Regions from separate parts of the Sus scrofa genome. Here region 2 is linked to region 1. Evidence: chromatin contacts called from public Hi-C data. All regions are on one chromosome and are shown on one strand. The core of a region is the stretch at or near the end of the contact, and the rest is flanking DNA. Distances in the headings are between cores, read along the strand shown. Region 1 holds the start of C17H20orf24. Region 2 holds the start of NDRG3 (protein NDRG3).

The links. Hi-C and Micro-C count contacts between places; a contact is called where the count stands out from the background.
Region 2: a contact with region 1 is called in a Hi-C map of liver, with 4 times the contacts expected there. The contact joins the promoter of NDRG3 here to the promoter of C17H20orf24 in region 1. A contact is called at or near these places in 1 of 5 promoter capture datasets (fetal liver), 4 of 47 Hi-C or Micro-C datasets (embryonic fibroblasts, fetal skeletal muscle and liver) and 1 of 2 datasets of contacts at active chromatin or transcription factors (alveolar macrophages).

The regions. Positions count from the first base shown.
Region 1 is chr17:39,867,065-39,871,110 of Sscrofa11.1, reverse strand. C17H20orf24 reads right to left here and starts at 2,262. Exons shown (of 4, transcript XM_021077901.1): 1 at 1,930-2,262. The coding sequence starts at 2,043. It overlaps LOC110257439 (a long non-coding RNA gene), which reads left to right and starts at 2,331. Exons shown (of 4, transcript XR_002340025.1): 1 at 2,331-3,386.
Region 2 is chr17:39,985,872-39,989,917 of Sscrofa11.1, reverse strand. It overlaps NDRG3 (protein NDRG3), which reads left to right and starts at 2,164. Exons shown (of 16, transcript XM_021077356.1): 1 at 2,164-2,326.

The sequences.
Region 1 (4,046 bases), core at 1,013-3,512:
CCAGCCTACACCAGAGCCACAGCAACTAGGGATCCGAGCCGCGTCTGCAACCTACACCACAGCTCACAGCAACGCCGGATCGTTAACCCACTGAGCAAGGGCAGGGACTGAACCCGCAACCTCATGGTTCCTAGTCGGATTCGTTAACCACTGCGCCACGACGGGAACTCCTCCACATCTTTTTATACTAAAATGTAGTTTAAAAAAAAAAAAAGATATATTGGACTTCCCTTGTGGCTCACCAGGTTAAGGATCCAGCATTGTCACTGCAGTGGCTCAGGTAACTGCTGTGGCAAGGGTTCAATCCCTGGCACAGGAATTTTCACATGCCATGGGCACAAACAATCAAAAATGACATATATTTAGTTACCCTAAGTGATGGCTTCCAGGGCATGTGCTCTGAATAAAAATTTTAGAAAAATCATTTATCCTTTTTTAGAAGCTGTAAAAATGAAAGTGTGATAGTAACTGAGCTACCCGTCATAAATAACTCTTATTATGTCACCTGGGGAGACCTGGACAGACTCCACAGGCAGAAGGGTTAACTGTTAACCAATTCAGCATCACCTTCCCACAAACTACATTCTGAGTAAGTCACAAAGAAGAGAACAGATTAGAAACAAAAGTGCTGGAAGCAGGTCTAATTTTTTAAAAAAATTTTAAGTTTTTTTTTGTTTGTTTGTTTTTTACTTTTTAGGGCTGCACCCATGGCATTTGGAAGTTTCCAGGCTAGGGGTCTAATTAGAGCTACACCCGCTGGCCTACACCACAGCTCACAGAAATGCCAGATCCAGGACCCACTGAGCGAGGCTAGGGATCAAACCCAAGTCCTCATAGAAACTTGATGGATTCACTTCCTCTGAGCCACAAAAGTAACTCCAGCATATCTAATTTTTTATGTAAGAACATGGAAGTCTCAGGCTTCTGACCTGCCCTAGACTGCAGAAATGTGTCCTTATACAAAGAAAGAAAGAAATGACACAGCAAAGTAGAAAGTTTTTACAGAGAGCTCAGCAGACTGGGGACAGGAAGAGGGACCTTCAGGAAGTGCCTCCCAACCCTGCCCCTCTTCCAGAAATACCTACCTCTGCAGTCCAAAAAAACTAGGGAAAGAATGCAAACACAACATTCTTTTCAGGATAATGGGAATCAAGTTGTTTCTGATGGTTCCTTCTACACCAGGGAGCAGAGCTGGGGAAGTGTTTACACTCAGATCTTACGAATGTATTTGATCAGTAAAGACATTGCGAAGTCTCCCAAACATTTCTCACATACATGCGGTGGTTTCTCCTCCACCCTCCCTCCCTCTCTCTCACAAACACACTCAACCCCTGAAAGCTCTCAGTCTCCCCTCTCAACTCTTCACCCTTATTTAAGTGGACGGTTTTTTCAGTAAGCAGTGGCAGCTCCTCTTTAGTACGCTTCACTGTGCTAAAGCTGTAAGGCACCACAGCACCCCATCTCAGTTGTTCTGAGACGTGAATGAGATGATGCAGAGTGCGCCTGACACACAGCAAGTATTCAGTAGAAGTCTGTTACTGTTCGTGCTAACGACGGTAGCAAGTAGTTAATTTGGAGAAGATAAGTCACTTACTCAAGATCCTACTGGGAGTAAAATGCGGAGATCTAATCGAACTCAGCTCATTCCCACTGCTCAGGCACACGACCTGCCCGAGGAGGTGGGACCGGGGGCAACTCCTCCGGCCCCTCCTTGCTGACCCAGCAGACTTCACCCTTAGATCACTCCGTGGTGAGCCCGGAGCCCAGCCGTCAGGCTCGGGTCCGCCAAGTTCGACCAGACACCCTTGGGCCACATGCCCCACCACTCTACTGCGTCCGGACCGGGCAGGTGCAGGCTCGGGCCTGTCCATTCGTCCCCGAGTCCCAGCTGACTATTCGAACGTGCGCCCTCGCCAGGCCCCACCGCACCTTGTCCTCCCAGGCCGCGTCGCTCCGCAGCACTTTGCTCCAGACAGAGACTTTGAGGGCCCCGTTGGCCAGCTGCGGCTGAGGCGGCTCCTCCTTCCGCCGCCCGCCGCTCATCCTCCCGTCGCGCCGCCCGGGCCGGGCCTGGGGCGCGCGGGCCGATCTAAAAGGGGTCGGGGTCTGGAGTCACGGGTCACGGGGCGCCGGGCGGTGGTGGTGGCACTCAGCGGACGTGTTCGGCGGCGCGCCTGCGGCTGCCCGCACCTAACCAGGCAGCCCGGCTCTGCTCTCTCGGCCGAGACCAGGAGGTCGGTGGGCGGAGCAACGCAGCACCGCGCGTCCTCCCGCCGACGTGCCCACGCAGCCAATACACGGCCGCGCAGCCGTAGAGCGAAAGAGGAGGGGCTATCGCTTCGGCGCAAGCGCCCTACGCGCGGCAGTCATGACAAATTTCCGCCAGCAGCGCGGTAGAGGGAGAAGGAAGGGACACTCTTGGTGGGGACGGCGACACGAGCGCAAGGAGGCGCTATGGAGACGGAGGAATGGCGTCTGAGGCGAAAGCGGAGATTGGACATGAGGCTCACCCAATCCACTTTAGCTTGACCCCAGGAGCAGCAGGACAGAACGCAGCCCTTCATTCCCCAAGGCGCTTTTTAAAGCCCAAACCTTGCTTCCCTGGAGCCACAAATTGCTTTTCTGGATTTAAGCCCTTGCTTTTTTTCCCTCCTAACCGTGCAAGTCCTATAGGACTTTGTTCGGGAAGTTAACTCAGAAATTTTTCTGTAATAAGTTGGGGTCTCCTCATGCCTAGCACCCTCTTTTGGACCGTCTTTTGGCAAATGTATGCCTTGAGATCCAAAGAGGGGAAATGATTTTCTGAAACTGTGTATAGCATGTTGGAACCAGCTGCAGAGGAGCAAGTGGAAAGAGTATTTTATTAGGTATCAGCATATTTGAGTATTCATCTACTGTGTCCTCGCTATGGACTTGGTTAGATGTTCACAAAGTGTTTTTCTGGAGCAGCAGCAGCTGCATCGCCTGGGAACTTGATTAGAGATTCAAATTATCAGACCTCAGAGTTCCCGTCTTGGCTCAGCGGGTTAAGAACCCTACCAGTGCCTAGAAGGATGTGAGTTGGATTCTTGGCCTCGCGCTGTGGGTTGAAGGTCCGTCCTTGCTGCAAATTCAGGCATAGGTCACAGATGTGGCTCGGATTCAGTGTGACTGTGGCTGTGGCCGGCTTCTGCAGCTCTGATTCAACCCCTAACCCAGGAACTTCCATATGCTGTGGGTGCAGCCCAAAATGAAGGAAAACAAAACAAAGCAAAACATTCTCAGACTCCATCCCGGACCTACTAATTGGAAATTCTGGGGCAGAGTGCACAATCGGCATTTCAATAAGTCCACCAGGTGGTGCCATGCTTGCTGTGCTGTGTAACAAGGCACTTCATTCCAGTGAGGTGGGTATATAGAATCAAAGTAACTTGCTCAACTAATATCTGGGTCTGTCTGACTTCAAAATCTGCACATGTACCCTTTTTGTGGTTTTTTGTTTATTTCTTTTTAGGGCCAGACCCGCAGCATTTGGAAGTTTGAGGGCCAGGGATTGAAACTGAACTGCAGCTGCGACTTGAGCTTCAGCTGTGGCAAAGGACAGATCCTTTAACCCACTGTGCTGGACCAGGAATCAAACTTGAACCTCTGCAGCGACCCTAGCCACTGCAGTGGGATTCTTAACTCACTGCATCACAGCGGGAACTCTAAAATCTGCATTCTCAACCTTAGATTTTTTTTTTTTTTTTTTTCTTTTTAGGGCTGCACCCAAGGCATATGGAGGTTCCCAGGCTGGGGGTTGAGTAGGAGCTACAGCTGCCAGCCTACACCACAGCAACTTGGGATCTGAGCCTCATCTGCACCCTGCACCATGCTGGATCCTTTACCCACTTAGCAAGGCCAGGGATCGAACCCGAAACCTCATGGTTTCCAGTCCAATTCGTTTCTGCTGCACCGCAACGGGAACTCTTGTTTTGTTTTATTTTATTTTATTTTATTTTTAGGCTTTAAGTCTTAAAGAATATCACTAAGGTCAGGACATCCTTTGCATACCTGTCAACATTCAC
Region 2 (4,046 bases), core at 915-3,414, 120 kb before region 1:
CAGGAGGGCCTCACAGGGTCCTGCTGGGTTTCAGGTGCTATTGGGCATCTTCTTCCAGAAGAGCCCAGTTTCATCCCTTCTCTTCAATCAACTTCCTCAACTCTGCTGGAAACCTGGCAGCAGCTTCTTCATCAGCAGACACAGCCTCTCTGTTATTTTTATATTTTTCAGTCCAAACTATCCCTGAGTCCATGTAACCATCCTTACTTGTAGAATATGGCTTGGTGTTACTCACTTCAGGGGATCCCTTGCTGAAGTCTTCCTATAGGTCTGAAACTGAGAGGATTTGGCAGGGTCCTCCCTGGTACAAAAGCCCCTCCATGTCCCCCCTTTTTCTTGTTTGTAGAAACAAGCTTTAGCCTCCTAGGCTTCTCCTGAGTCCCAAAGAGCAGATTCAAGCAGTTGCTAATTAGGGAAGTGAGGGAATGCTGAAGAAAAGGAAAAGCAATCATGAAACAATAGTTCAGGAGTTCATACTGTGGTGCAGTGAGATATCTCTGCAGCACCAGGATGCAGGTTCAATACCTGGCCCAGCACAGTGGGTTAAAGGATCAGGCATTGCTGCAGGTGTGGCATAGGTTGCAACTGCAGCTGGGATCTGATCCCTGGCCCTGGAATTCCATAAACCATGGGAGAGCCAAAATAGAAAATACATAAATAAATAAAGAAGTAGAAAAGAAAAGAAACAACAGTTTAGTGATAAAACAGAGTCCCAGTTCCTTCTCAAGGGCTACACATAACAATCTGACACCTGTCTTAGAGTTGTTATGCAGAAACAAAGACACCCCACCCCCACCCTGTGGCAGAAGTGACTACGTGCTGACCGCAAGTATGTAGACCCCAGACTGGTTGGAACCAGAGGGTTGATGATTAAGTTTCCTGAAACACCACTTTGTTACCTGACCACCAACCAGTCAGAAGAAAGTTGGGACCTCACTCCAAACATTGCCTTTAAAAATCTGTTCCCTGAAAGCCACTGGGGCCTTTTGAATACAATCTGACTTTCTTGCTCCATCCTGCAAGAAATCTTTCTCTGCTCCAAATTCTGGTCTATTACTTTGTTTGGCCTCACTGTGAGTGAGAAACATGGACTTGGATTTGACAACAGGCTCAGTGCTTTCTGGTGCAACATGTTGTCATTCATAGTATGTATTTTGTTCATGTCCTCCACCCACAAACTTAATGCCTTTTCGGTCTTTTTTTTTTTTTTTTTCCTGCATCTGCAGCATGTGGAAGTTCCAGGGACCAGGGATCATCAAACCTGAGCGAAAGCAGAGACCTGAGCCAGTACAGTGACAACACTGGGTCCTTAACTGTCTGGGCCTCCAGGGGAACTCTCTGCCTTTTCACTCTTAACCAAAAACTTTTTTTTTTTTTTTTTTTTGTCTTCTTTCCTTTTTCTAGGGCTGCTCCCGTGGCAAATGAAGTTTCCCAGGCTAGGGGTCTAATCGGAGCTGCAGCCACCAGCCTACACCAGAGCCACAGCAACACCAGATCCAGCGGCATCTGCAGCCTACACCACAGCTCACAGCAATGCTGGATCCTTAACCCATGAGCAAGGCCAGGGATCGAACCTGCAACCTCATGGTTCCTAGTCAGATTTGTTAACCACAGAGCCACGACGGGAACTCCAACCAAGCATTTTTATGTGCATCATGGCTCTAACTATTGCAGTTTGCACACATTTTTTTCCCTTATTTACAATTTCGCGATTAGAAAACTCATGGCAGATCTTAGTAACCTCATCAAACAATTTCCTTTCCTAATTGATAACTTTGACCTTTTTATTTAAAGGAAGACCTTTATGGCTTCGCTTTGGCTTATCCAAAACCAACAATTCTACTTTTGCACTTTGGGGTCCTTATAAAGTAAAATAAGGATTAGCTGAACACAAACACTGCAGTAACCAATTGATTTAATAACAGAGGCGGCCACTAAGTGATTAAGGAGCAGGTGCCATATATAAGGAACGTGTATTATGCTGAACCAAGAGATCATTTACTTGCTCAGGTGGGAGGGAGCTGAGATTTCATCACATTTCTCAGAACAGCACAGTATTTTAAAACTTACGAACTACTAGTTTACTTTCCATGCAATACTTTCAGATCGAAGTTGGCCAGGAGGAATTGAAACCACGAACAAGAACGGCAATTATTCTACCTTGAAGATGGCGCCAGCTCAGGCACCATCTTCGTAGTTCCCCGGGCGGGCATAATGCTCATGCGCCGCCAGGCCCACTCAGTGCGCCTGCGCGCCGCGGAGCTTTTCCCCCGCCCAACTCGCGCCGCCGGGGCTGCTGAGCTGACGGCGGCTGCCGGAGCCTCAGGTGAGTGAACGCCTCAGCCCGGCTGGCGCGGGGGGAGGGGGTCAAGCCGTGCTACCGCGGGGTCGTTGCTTCCCTTGCCTTCTCTTTCCCAATCTCATCTTCCCAGAGCGGCCGGGCACCAGTCAGCGCTGCCAGCCTCCTCCGGGTGCTAGGGCTCCCTCCGCCCTCCTCGCCTGAGGGCTCCGGGGCAATCTGGCCTCTCTCGGTCGCTCTCCACCTGGGCGGTGGGGGCCCGCGGCAAACCCGCCGTCTACAGCGTGCAGGCGGCAGCGGCCGCACCTCTCGGTGCCCAGGACCTCAGTTTCAGGGACCCGCCGCAGACGCGACCCCTTTTCCTGCAGGCGGTGGAGCTCGGTGGGCCTCGGGGTCGGGCATTCGTCTACCCCGTCCGCCCGGGAGCCGGGGGGCTTGGAAGATGGGCCGTGAACTACCCTTGCATCCGGGGTGTGGGGGGGTTGTTGGAGGGTCTTGGTGCCCTAAAGAATACCCTCTGGCTGGACCCCCGCGACTACCATGCGAGGGAGGGGCTTCTTAGCCCCACTTTAGAGATGAGGAAACTGAGGCACAGAGAGGTGAGGTGCCCTGCCCAAGGTCACGCGCCAGACGAGAGGCTGGAATGGCTCTTGAACTCAGGGTCTGGGGCTCTCAGGCCAGCGCGGTTGGAATTGGATCTTGTACCTTTAAAACAATTTGAAATACACCTGCATCTCTGGAGTTGCTTCTTCAACGTCATAAAAGTAGGCTGCAAAAACAGTATTTTCTTGTGGTTAGAGTACAATTGAGTTGTTAGTGTAATAATAGTAATAGCGATATTATTAATAACTCACGTTCATCCAGCGCTTGCTGTGTGCCAGGGACCTTGCTAAACATTTTAAGATTATCTCAGTACCTTAGCGCTTCGCCATCTGATGCGTCCTTCTTTTTATGCAGCCTTTTTTCTGCAGAGCTAGTCTTCCTGTCACAGGTAGACTAGGAGCTTCATGGCTTAGGAGGCAAGAAAGCTCTCTCACGGTGGCTTACTGGCAGAACAGGGGTAAGCCTTGTCTGTCTGCATCCAGATTTTGTCCCCGGAGGATATTATTGGCTTTGCTTTTCTGGCTGCCGGGAGACCAACACTGGGATAGCTGGGATGGTTGAATTTGGAGGTGACAGAGCAAATCTAGTGAGCACTCCCCTTATCCTGGGGCTTTCTGGCTTTGTTCCAATGCTAGGCTTGAACATCTCATTTAAAATAAAGTAAAAAGGGAAAGAGAGCATTGACAAAGTAGTGCTGGATAAAAGAAGCCTCACTGATTTAAAGTCCCAAAGGGACAGCTATAAAAATATGTGAATGTTTCTTCCCCAGAATACTAGCACAAACTGGTGCCCCACCCCCCGCCCCTGCAAATCCTCCTACACAGTTCAAAGGCACCTTTTCTGTGAAGCCTTCCTTGCTTGATTTTCTCAATTAGAATCACACACACACTTGCCCTTAGTGTTACCCTTAGGACCATTAGCCCCTTGAGGTCAGGGACCATCTTTGCAGCCCCAGTTGCTTGGCTCATAGTAGGCCCTTGGTAAAGACTCAGTGAATTTCCACTGCTCCTTTTCATTGCTTAAAGAGTGATGTTTTCCTGCTGCCCTTCAATTTCTCTTTGCTGTCCTTCTCTTTAGGTTCAACTTCTGGTCATCACCAGCCACTCAGAGGTCTCTAGTCCACCCTGCTGTGTCTGAAAATTTG